3 separate regions of the Sus scrofa genome follow, and regions 1 and 2 are each linked to region 3. The links are chromatin contacts, called in public Hi-C maps. All regions are on one chromosome and are shown on one strand. Each heading gives the region's core, a stretch centred on a gene start, on an enhancer-like site or on the middle of the called end of the contact. The rest is flanking DNA. Distances are from core to core; before and after follow the strand shown. Region 1 holds the start of EBP (emopamil binding protein (sterol isomerase)). Region 2 has its middle 30 kb from the start of GLOD5. Region 3 holds the start of WAS (wiskott-Aldrich syndrome protein).

Region 1 (3,162 bases), core at 213-2,712, 100 kb after region 3:
TAAAAATGATGAAGACAAGGAGTTCCCGTCATGGTACAGCAGAAATGAATCTGACTAGGAACCCTGAGGTTACGGGTTTGATCCTTGGCTTCGCTCAGTGGGTTAAGGATCTGGTGTTGTCGTGAGCTGTGGTGTAGGTCGAAGACGTGGCTTGGATTCTGTGTTGCTGTGGCTGTGATGTAGGCTGGCAGCTGTACCTCTGATTTGAACCCTAGACTGGGAACCTCCATATGCCACAAGAGTGGCCCTAAAAAAAAAAAAAAAAGTAAAGATATAGTTATAAGGTATCTACTACCTGCCAAACCCTGTTCTAAGTGTCTTACGTGTATTTGGATATTACAATTCTCCCTCTTTTTTTTTTTGCTATTTCTTGGGCTGCTCCCACGGCATATGGAGGTTCCCAGGCTAGGGGTCGAATCGGAGCTGTAGCCGCCGGCCTACGCCAGAGCCACAGCAACGCAGGATCCGAGCTGCATCTGCAACCTACACCACAGCTCACGGCAACGCTGGATCGCTAACCCACTGAGCAAGGGCAGGGATCGAACCCGAAACCTCATGGTTCCTAGTCGGATTTGTTAGCCACTGCGCCACGACGGGAACTCCACAATTCTCCCTCTTTTACAGTTGAGCAAACTGAGGTTTATGTGTGTGAAATATAAGCAATTACTGGGGGCAACTTGGTAGATAGAAGGTAGATAGATTTTCACTGCATATTTCTTTAAATGGGTCCAAATCGCTTTGGATCCATGTGAATATATATGCGACAAAAAAGTTAAATACATTTTAAAAATATATTAATGGGGAGTTCCCGTCGTGGCGCAGTGGTTAACAAATCCGACTAGGAACCATGAGGTTGCAGGTTCAATCCCTGGCCTAGCTCAGTGGGTTAAGGACGCGGCGTTGCCGTGAGCTGTGGTGTAGGTCGCAGACAAGGCTCAGATCCCACGATGCTGTGGCTCTGGTGTAGGCCGGCAGCTACAGCTCCGATTCGACCCCTAGCCTGGGAACCTCCATGTGCCATGAGAGCAGCCCTAGAAAAGGCAAAAAGACCAAAAAAAAAATTTAATTAATGGGAAAAGTGTCAGTGGGTGGGTGACCATCTAAGCCAATCTCTGCCCAGGAAATTCCCTCCCACAGCACGCTGAAGAACTTAGGACTCACAGAGTTGAGATAAGAAGGCTTGGTCTCCAAGAAGCTCCTCGTGGTAGAGACAGAACCAGCCCTCAATCACCAAGTGAACGAACCCACAGACTGCAAACCAGCACAAGGACAGTCTCCGCCAAGTGCTCAGTGGGACGACCGCAGCACGACCTGACAACAGCCAGGTAGTGACGACTAAGACTCCAGAGGCGGAGAAGAGGCCAGCCAGGATATGCCAAGTGGGGCAGTCATTAGGCACAAAGTTGTCCAGCCTCAGGTGCCGAGGCCAGTATGGATGCATGGGGCTGGCGTTGGTGGTCATGTCTTTGTCGGCTGACAGCTGTGGGCTGTGTATGGATATGTAGAAAGGAGAACAAAGAAAGAGGAAAAACCTGGGAAAAAAAAAACAAAGGGAAAGCACAGAATGAGATCATAAAATCAAATCTAGGAGTTCCCCCTCTGGCTCAGCGGTAATGAACCCGTCTAGTATCCATGAGGACGTGGGTTTGATCCCTGGCCCGGCTCGGTGGGTTAAGGATCCAACGTTGCTGTGAACTGTGGTGTAGATTGCAGATGCAGCTCAGACTCCGCATTGCTGTGGCTGTGGCACAGGCTGACAGCTACAGCTCCAATTCAACCCCTAGCCTGGGAAATTCCATATGAGGCCAGTGCTGCCCTAAAAAGACACACACACGCACACAAGCACACGCACACACACAAAATCAATCTGTTATGATAAGAAATGTAAATGGACTCAATTAATTATACGCTGTTTTAAAAACATGACTGGAAGACCACGCAAAGTCTGAAAGTTTGTTCCAGCCCTCCGGAAGCCATATGTGGTGGACACAGGAACCAGAACAGGTCCCAGCCCTCACTGGTTACAGTCTGCAGGGGAAGACAGGAACCAGGTCTAGTCTGCCCTCATTGGTCACAGTCTGGTGAGCAGACACAAGAATCAGACTAGATCCTAGCCCTCATTGGTCACGCTCTGGTGGGGAGAGACACAGGAACCAGGCTTGGTCCACGCTTTTAGAGGTCACAGACGGCTGGGGGAGACAAAGGAGCCAGGCCTGGTTCCAGCCCTCAAGGGTCACAGTCTGCTGGGGGAGACACAACGACCAGGTTAGGTCCCACTGCAGGGGTCTCTGTCTTGCATCATTCAATGGACAGCTATTACCCTCCCCATAGTTCTGACAACTGCAGGACAGAAGAGAGAAAACTAATCAGAAATACTACCCTCAGGTTCAGTGTGTGGGATTGCCCGATCCCTCCTGAAAGAGTGCAACCCGCAGCCAACCTGCAAGAAAGAGGAACGTGGAGGACAGGATCCCAGCTTGGGGCGCTAAAAAGGAAAAGGAGGGTCAAAGACAGAGACCACCAATCAAAACCAGAATCCTCTACTCCAGCTGCCCAATGAGAAGGTGGATCTTCTGTCGTCCGGACAACAGCGCGGTAGCCGGGGATCCTGCGCAAGCGCGTGGGAGGGCGGGGAGGCACGGCGTGGGTTGGCAGGCGGGTGGCGGAGAGAAAGGGTCTCGCGCAGGCGCGCCGAGGGTCGGTCATTTGGCAATTAAGAGCTAGGGGATGGAGTGGCAGTCCTGGCGGAGAGGACTCACCCAGCAGCGCGGTTGCGGCGGCTTCTCCCACAGCCTCCCAGGTCTCTCTAGGCTAGCTCGCAGGGTCCGAGAGAGCCGTGATTCTTACCCATCCCTTCACGGTTTCCTCGCCTTATGGAGTTGGCCAATGGAGAGGCTCGCAAGGCGGCCAGTGCTGCTCCCAACCAGTAGGAATTCTCTGTGTGCCTCCGACCCCGCCCTCATGTGTGGTGCCATTTTCTCTATTGGTTGAGACCCAGTCAGGAGTGGGAGAGGCGGGGAGGGCCAAGGTTGGTGGGCGTTTTAGGGCGGAAGCCAATCTGCGGCGAGTCTCGTCTTCAATTTCCCTATCCGCTTATCAATCCCATCGGAAATCGAGTGTTTATCCTCCCCCCAATCTTCTGTTGAATCAGCATTGCATTGT
Region 2 (3,284 bases), core at 636-3,135, 72 kb before region 3:
GCCACAGCAATGCGGGATCCGAGCCGCATCTGCAACCTATACCACAGCTCACGGCAATGCTGGATCCTTCACCCACTGAGCAAGGCCAGGGATCGAACCCACAACCTCATTGTTCCTAGTCGGGTTCATTAACCACTGAGCCACGACGGCAACTCCAACAGCATGTCCTGTAGACGGTTCCTCCAGCGGGTACATGTGTGACACCCTCATTCTGTTTGTGTCTAGGCCTCTGGATTGTTTTGTGGTCCATATCAAAAGGGTGAGGTCTTGGCTGGGATTTTTTTTTATTTTTCTTTTTAGGGCTGCACCTATGGCATATGTAGGTTCCCAGGCTCTAGGGGTTGAATCGGAGCTACAGCTGCCAGCCTACGCCACAGCCACAGCAACTCGGGATCCAAGCTGTGTCTGCAACCTACACCACAGCTCACGGCAATGCTGGGTCCGTAACCCACCGAGTGAGGCCAGGGATCGAACTTGCATCCTCATGGATCCTAGTTGGGTTTGTTAACCACTGAGCCATGAAAGGAATTCCTTAGCTGGAATTTTTGTTTTTGAAAAAAAAATTTTATTGTAATGATTTTTATGTTTTCCATTATAGCTGGTTTAGTGGTCTGTCAATTTTCTATAGTACAGCAAGAGACCCAGTCACACATACATATATGTCCATTTTTTTCTCACATTATCCTCCATCATGCTCCATCATAAGTGACTAGATATAGTTCCCAGTGCTATACAGCAGGATCTCTTTGCTCATCCATTCCAAAGGCAATAGTTTCTTGGCTGGGATTTTTAAGGTAAATCCCAGGGGGTGAGGTCTCTGAGCTGTTTGGGGGTCTGTGTCTGCGCTGTGAGGTATGTCAGCCATTTGGGATTCACATCCCAGTGTGGAGACGTTTTAATGTCCCAGGGAGTGAAGTCTCTGAGATGTTTGTAGGAGTCTGAGACTGAAGGATGCTATCTATGAACTAACTGTGTGTTCTCTGAGCTTTTTTGCCAGCTTTTGGCCAGAGTATGAGGTCTCTAGGCTGTTTTGTGGTCATTGTCCACAGTGTGAGATCCCTAAACTGTTTTGGACTCTGTGCCCCATGGGGTGAGGTCTCCAGGCTCTTTTGTGCTCTGTGTCCAATGATGGGATATTTCCTGAGCCATTTGGGGTACGTTTCCAGTGCTGAGGTCTCATTCCATCTCACAGCCAGCCTGTACGTGACAGTATAACATGAATCACTCTTTCCCCGCTAGTTGCGTGCTCCTTCCATTCTTGTGAGCACAGACCTGTGCATGTGTATTTCCTTAGAACACATACTTAGAAGTGAACTGCCAGGTCAGAGGAGTCATTTATTTAGCAGTCCCTACTTTGACTACCTAATGTGTGCAAAGCACCGTTTTAAGTGCTGCAGAGACACAGAGGAAACAGAAATCCATATACATCCTGGAGGTACTGCCATCCTAGTGGGAAGGTGTGTCATTTTTTTTATTCCGATAGATGTTGGCACACAAATTCACACTTTCATCAGTAGCACTGGGAGAAATGAAACCTCCTTATGGGCCAGGACTGCAGCAAGGGGTTGGATCCCTTGCCCTCGCTCTCAACAGGCTCATCAGATTTGGGATGGTCCACTGGGGAGATATGTGAGAGTGAGACGGGGAGGGAACATGGGCAGGGGGAGGAAGATGTGAAAGAGAAATATCTACTTAGTTGTATTGGCGTGAACCAATTGACATGATATCAACATCAGTGGAAAACTGATATGAAATAGCCCTTCTTAGGTCACGCACGCAGTGTGAGGGGTGGGAATGAATAGTTAATGATGAGACATTGCAGATCCTGGACACACCTTTGCGGGATGGGACAGTCCACTCTGGGAGGTACCACGGGGACGGGGGGGGGGGCCGTGTACTTTGGAAGAAACCACTGTGCATGTGAGGACACCTAAGACTTTGCGCATGGATCAGCCCCTGCCCCAAATGGAGAGAATGGCGATGCCCTGACCGACCTTGGCCTCGGAGGCCAGGCATGTGGGGGGAACCCCACCCTCAACCTGGAGCCTCCACCTATCTGGAAGCCGCCATCACCATGACCTTTCATTTGGTCCCGCCTGGGTTGGTTCTACCGAGTCTAATCAACAGCGGCGGGGTGGGGTGGGGGTGGGGTTGGAAGGCGGTAGCTGGAGCGGTGATTGGCTGCTGGGTGAGTAGGGTGGGAGCAAGTCCTGCCCTCAGCTATGATTGGCCGCCGTGAGATTGCCTACTCAAGCTCTTCCAGGGTACAGAGGTTTTCCCAAATCTCTTACAGGCTATGAGCCGGATCCCCCTGGCTCCAGGCTGTCATTGGCTACTGGTTTGGCGCAGGCGCTATGGCTCTCGGTTTGGCGTTTGGGGTTGCTGAGGCAGGGCTTTGGCTACTGGAGACTGTAGGTTCGAATCCCATCTAGGAACTTCAGTTTCCGCACCTGTAAAAGAAGCTGGCATTATTGGCTGACACAGATTGTGTCGGGTAATCTTTTCTATTCTCTTCTATCTGTTCTTTCTCTTTTTAAAACAATGCTTATTGCATCCCATTATATTGATTTCTGGATCCACTCCCAGGTCACAACAGCACTGAAAAAAAATTCTCCAGGGCTTCTGACATCCGTGTAACAGGCTGCCTCTGTAGGTCCGAGTCCTGCAGAGAAGGTTCAAGGCGATCTCACGATCCTCCTCCAAATCATCCCTTCCTCCCTCCGGAGAGGATGACTTGGAAGTTTCCTGTCCCCTCTGGTCCAGGCCTGAGTTGGGGTGTGGGGCAGTGCATGTATGAAGGAGTAGGGTGAGGGGCTGGGCCATACCCGGCTAGAGAGCAATGCATGATCTCATGCTGTAAGCTGGAGGGGCGTGTGGCAATTAAAAGGAGAATTTTGAAGGCGGGGGGAGGGGCGAGACTTAAAGGAGTAAACTTTTTAATGATGGGATTTTAAGTATCAGGCTGGGGAGATGTTCGGCTGAGTGTAGGTGAGTAGGAGGAAAGTGGTTCTCAAGTCAGTCAACTCATAAGGTTCCTGTGCTGTGTGCAGTTTGGGGGACTTGTGTCTGGAATGTCAAATCTCAGACTTGCGTTGGAATCTCAGTTCAGGGCAGGGCATCTCTGAACAAATTGTGAAGTCTCTCAGCTATTTTGAGGTCTGCATCACAGGGGTTTTAGGTCTTCCAGATGTTTGTGGGTCTCTGTCCTAGGGTGTGAAATCTCTAAGTTGTTTGAGGGTCCTTGTCTTTGCAAGTGTAGGGTTTTGGTTTTTGTTCTTTCTTAA
Region 3 (3,126 bases), core at 79-2,578:
CTGGCCTCACTCAGTGGGTTAAGGATCCAGTGTTGCCTTGAGCTGTGGTGTAGGTTGCAACTGATGCTCAGATTGCACATTGCTGTGGCTGTGGCAAAGGCCAGCAGCTACAGCTCCAATTGGACTCCTAGCTTGGGAACTTCCATATGCCTCGAATGTGGCCCTAAAGAGCAAGAAAAAAAGGGGGGGGGGAATTGCTCAGTAGATAGAACCCATTATGAAGCCTCCAGCTTTGGCTCTGGCTCTGGCACTTACCAGTTGTTAACCTCTAGGTGCCTCAGTTCTCTCATCCATAAAGTGGAGATAATAATAGCAGTTAAGACTGTTGTGAAGACTGAATAAACTCATTCAAGTCGAATGATGAGGACATAACACGTTATAATTAGTCATCGGTGTGTGTTTTCATGAAGTAGCCCAGTAACTTGGAGATAAATGAACTATCCCTCCCTCAGCCTAGCATTGTCACCCCTGTCCCAATCCTCTCCTCACTGTCCTCCATTAGACGTTCAGGTCCAACCATCATTGGCGGATGGTCAGAGACCTTCCCACTGCCCTTTCTCTATGTTTCCTTGCTGCAAAGCCCAACTCAGAGATCCATTCTCTGGGACCATCCAAGACTCCTCCAAAGCCAGGACATACTCCTAGAGACCTCCCTGCCAAACTCGAAGTCCCACCCACCACGTTTTATGCCCTCCTCCTTCCACCTGCAGGGGAAAACACCGTGCCAGCCAGCCTTCTCCTTCCCTTCTAGGCTGGTGCTGCTAACCTTGGACCAGGCGGAAGCCAAAGGTGCCCTCGTAGTCCCTACACTGCCCACAACCTCAAAGTCACCACCAACGCTCCCTAAATGGGTACTCCCTACCTCTCTACCACGATCTGTGACCCCCAAGTGTCTATTTCCCAGCCTGTGTGACACCAGAAGGGTCCACACCCGAATTTGTATGACTCTAGGAGTTTCCACTTTCCGGTCTCTGAGTACCAGGGACCGCCCACACCCTTGACAGGGAGCCCAGGAGTAATCCATTCCTGCAGCCTGGAACGGACTACTGAGGGCCGGGGGTGGGGGTTGGGGGGGGACGCAAAATGGAACAGTCTGCCCAGGATCGTACCACTGCGGAGAGGGTGGCCATCTTGTAAGAAACAATTTTGTTTGTGGTGGAGGAAAAAAACGGCTGCCTCATTCCCTAATGGAGAAAGGACTGTCGCCATCCTGCTTGTCCCAAGATTCCTGTACCGTCCTCCCGACTCCCAGCCGCTTCAGGGGGGTGTGCTCACGCTGGTCGCGCCCTCAGCAGCTCTTACACCCGCCATCTTAAACCACTCTCACCGTCCCCTCTATTCCTTAATTTCGAAGTAGCTCGCTAAGCAGCGGAGCCGGTAATTGGCTCAGGGGTGGGGAGAGCAGGATCCAGGGCTCTGATTGGTCGATAGTCAAATTCTCCTCCCAGCTCTTCTTTGAAGCTGCAAGGGTTCGGAGAATAACACAGCCCCGCCTCCGCTTCCGCGCTCCGGGCTTCCATTGGTCACGGGTTCGGAGCATGCGCAGTGGGTGCCAGACCCTTGTGCCTGGCCTCTTAAGCTGCACTTTGGGGCTTTCGTGTGATGGGTTCGAATACCGCCTCGGAGGTTCAGATTGTTTACGTGTAGAAGGGGTAAAAATTAATGTTTACTCCTGGGGGTTAGTAAGATCACACACCAGGGCGTGGTGCCTAGTGCACTGAGCCATACAATCGTAAACTCTGTAACTATCCCACTAGGGTTTTCTTGCCACTGCCCAGGGGTTCTTGCATTCATTATTCTCTAGTCAAAACAAAAGGCGTTCTTTGAGTTTTAGGAAAACTCTCAGAAGTTACTTTAAATAAAAGTACATCTTGCCACAATAGGATGAGCACAGTTGGGCCAGGACTGAAAATTGCGGTGAACATCTTGTGGTCTTCAGATATGATGTACTAAAATTATTAATTTTACTCCTGAAAAGACTGGTACAAAATTACAGGAGTTCAAAGCCCTGACAGCGAGGCCTTTGACAAAATGTATTTAAGAGAATACAAACTTTACCCAGTATTCAATGTTGTGCAAAGCGATGGTTAGGCCTGGTCAGACCACGACAGGATTGCTATGATTGCTAGGTGTTATTTAATGTACATCACAGTGATACCTACTTTAAAGTCTGCAATGTTTACATTATATATGTAAACTAAACTATAAGTCTAGATTATATGCATTATATAAATATAAATACATACATGATTCACAGGGATATAGATGGTATAGGTGGGGCCCCAGTTCACTGGCCTGGGTCAGTCACATGCTGAAAGGGAGGGGACTGTTGATCATTTAACACAGTGCCCCCAATTTTAGGAAGCCTGTGCCCTGAGTCTCCCGCTTTCACCAGACGGGACAAATTTCTCTTAATTCACTCAGAAACTCCAAGTGTATGCCCAGCACTGCCTCCACTGCTGAAAACACAAGCAGGCCTTTGTATCAGCTCTGATTCTATTACAAGTGTGCATATGGGCACTTGAGGTGCTGGGTAGAAAAAAATCGAAAGGTCAGTTAAAGTGTGAGCACTTGGTCATCACTAAATGTTTCTGATGGTGACCGGATTTGTAACATATACTTCAATTTTGTATCTACACTCAGGGTCCACAGTTGGTGAGGGGTGCATTGTTTTTGAGATCTTGCCCTAATGCTTATAGTATGGTATGAACCAACATGCAATACGCTATATAGTTTCTTTTTACAGAAAAACACCCCAAAGTGATACAATTAAAGAAGACAGAAATGGAAGGTCTTTAGCTTATGAATTAAAGGATGAGTCTATTTGAATAAAATAAAAGGATTTAAAAAAAAAACTCCAATAAATAGGAGAGCCTGTCGTGGCTCAGCAGGAACAAATCTGACTGGTATCCATGAGGACGCAGGTTCAATCCCTGGCCTCGCTCAGTGGGTTAAGGATCTGGCATTGCCGTGAGCTGTGATGTAGGTTTCAGACACGGCTTGGATCTGGCATTGCTGTGGCTGTGGCGCAGGCCGGCAGCTGTAGCACTGATTTGACCCCTAGCCTGGGAACCTCCATATGCTGCAGGTATGGCTCTAAAAAGACCAAAAAAAAATTTTTTTTTT

Evidence for each region. A called contact is a pair of places that touch in the nucleus more often than the background predicts.
Region 1: a Hi-C map of liver shows a contact between it and region 3, with 8 times the contacts expected there. The contact joins the promoter of EBP here to the promoter of WAS in region 3. A contact is called at or near these places in 2 of 47 Hi-C or Micro-C datasets (heart right ventricle and liver).
Region 2: a contact with region 3 is called in a Hi-C map of liver, with 5 times the contacts expected there. The contact joins the enhancer-like site here to the promoter of WAS in region 3. A contact is called at or near these places in 1 of 5 promoter capture datasets (liver), 6 of 47 Hi-C or Micro-C datasets (embryonic fibroblasts, heart right ventricle, liver and 1 more) and 1 of 2 datasets of contacts at active chromatin or transcription factors (alveolar macrophages).

The regions. Positions count from the first base shown.
Region 1 is chrX:42,670,359-42,673,520 of Sscrofa11.1, reverse strand. EBP (emopamil binding protein (sterol isomerase)) reads right to left here and starts at 1,462. Exons shown (of 4, transcript NM_001167646.1): 1 at 1,162-1,462. The coding sequence starts at 1,462.
Region 2 is chrX:42,845,467-42,848,750 of Sscrofa11.1, reverse strand. No RefSeq gene overlaps it. Among named protein-coding and RNA genes, the nearest start is that of GLOD5, 30 kb to the left of the region's middle. Within about 2 kb of position 1,885, at least 70 of the 83 cell types and tissues checked have an H3K27ac peak or open chromatin away from gene starts, as enhancers often do. A contact at or near this core is called in alveolar macrophages, embryonic fibroblasts, liver and 1 more, where this site is marked.
Region 3 is chrX:42,772,799-42,775,924 of Sscrofa11.1, reverse strand. WAS (wiskott-Aldrich syndrome protein) reads right to left here and starts at 1,328. Exons shown (of 13, transcript XM_021080063.1): 1 at 1,110-1,328.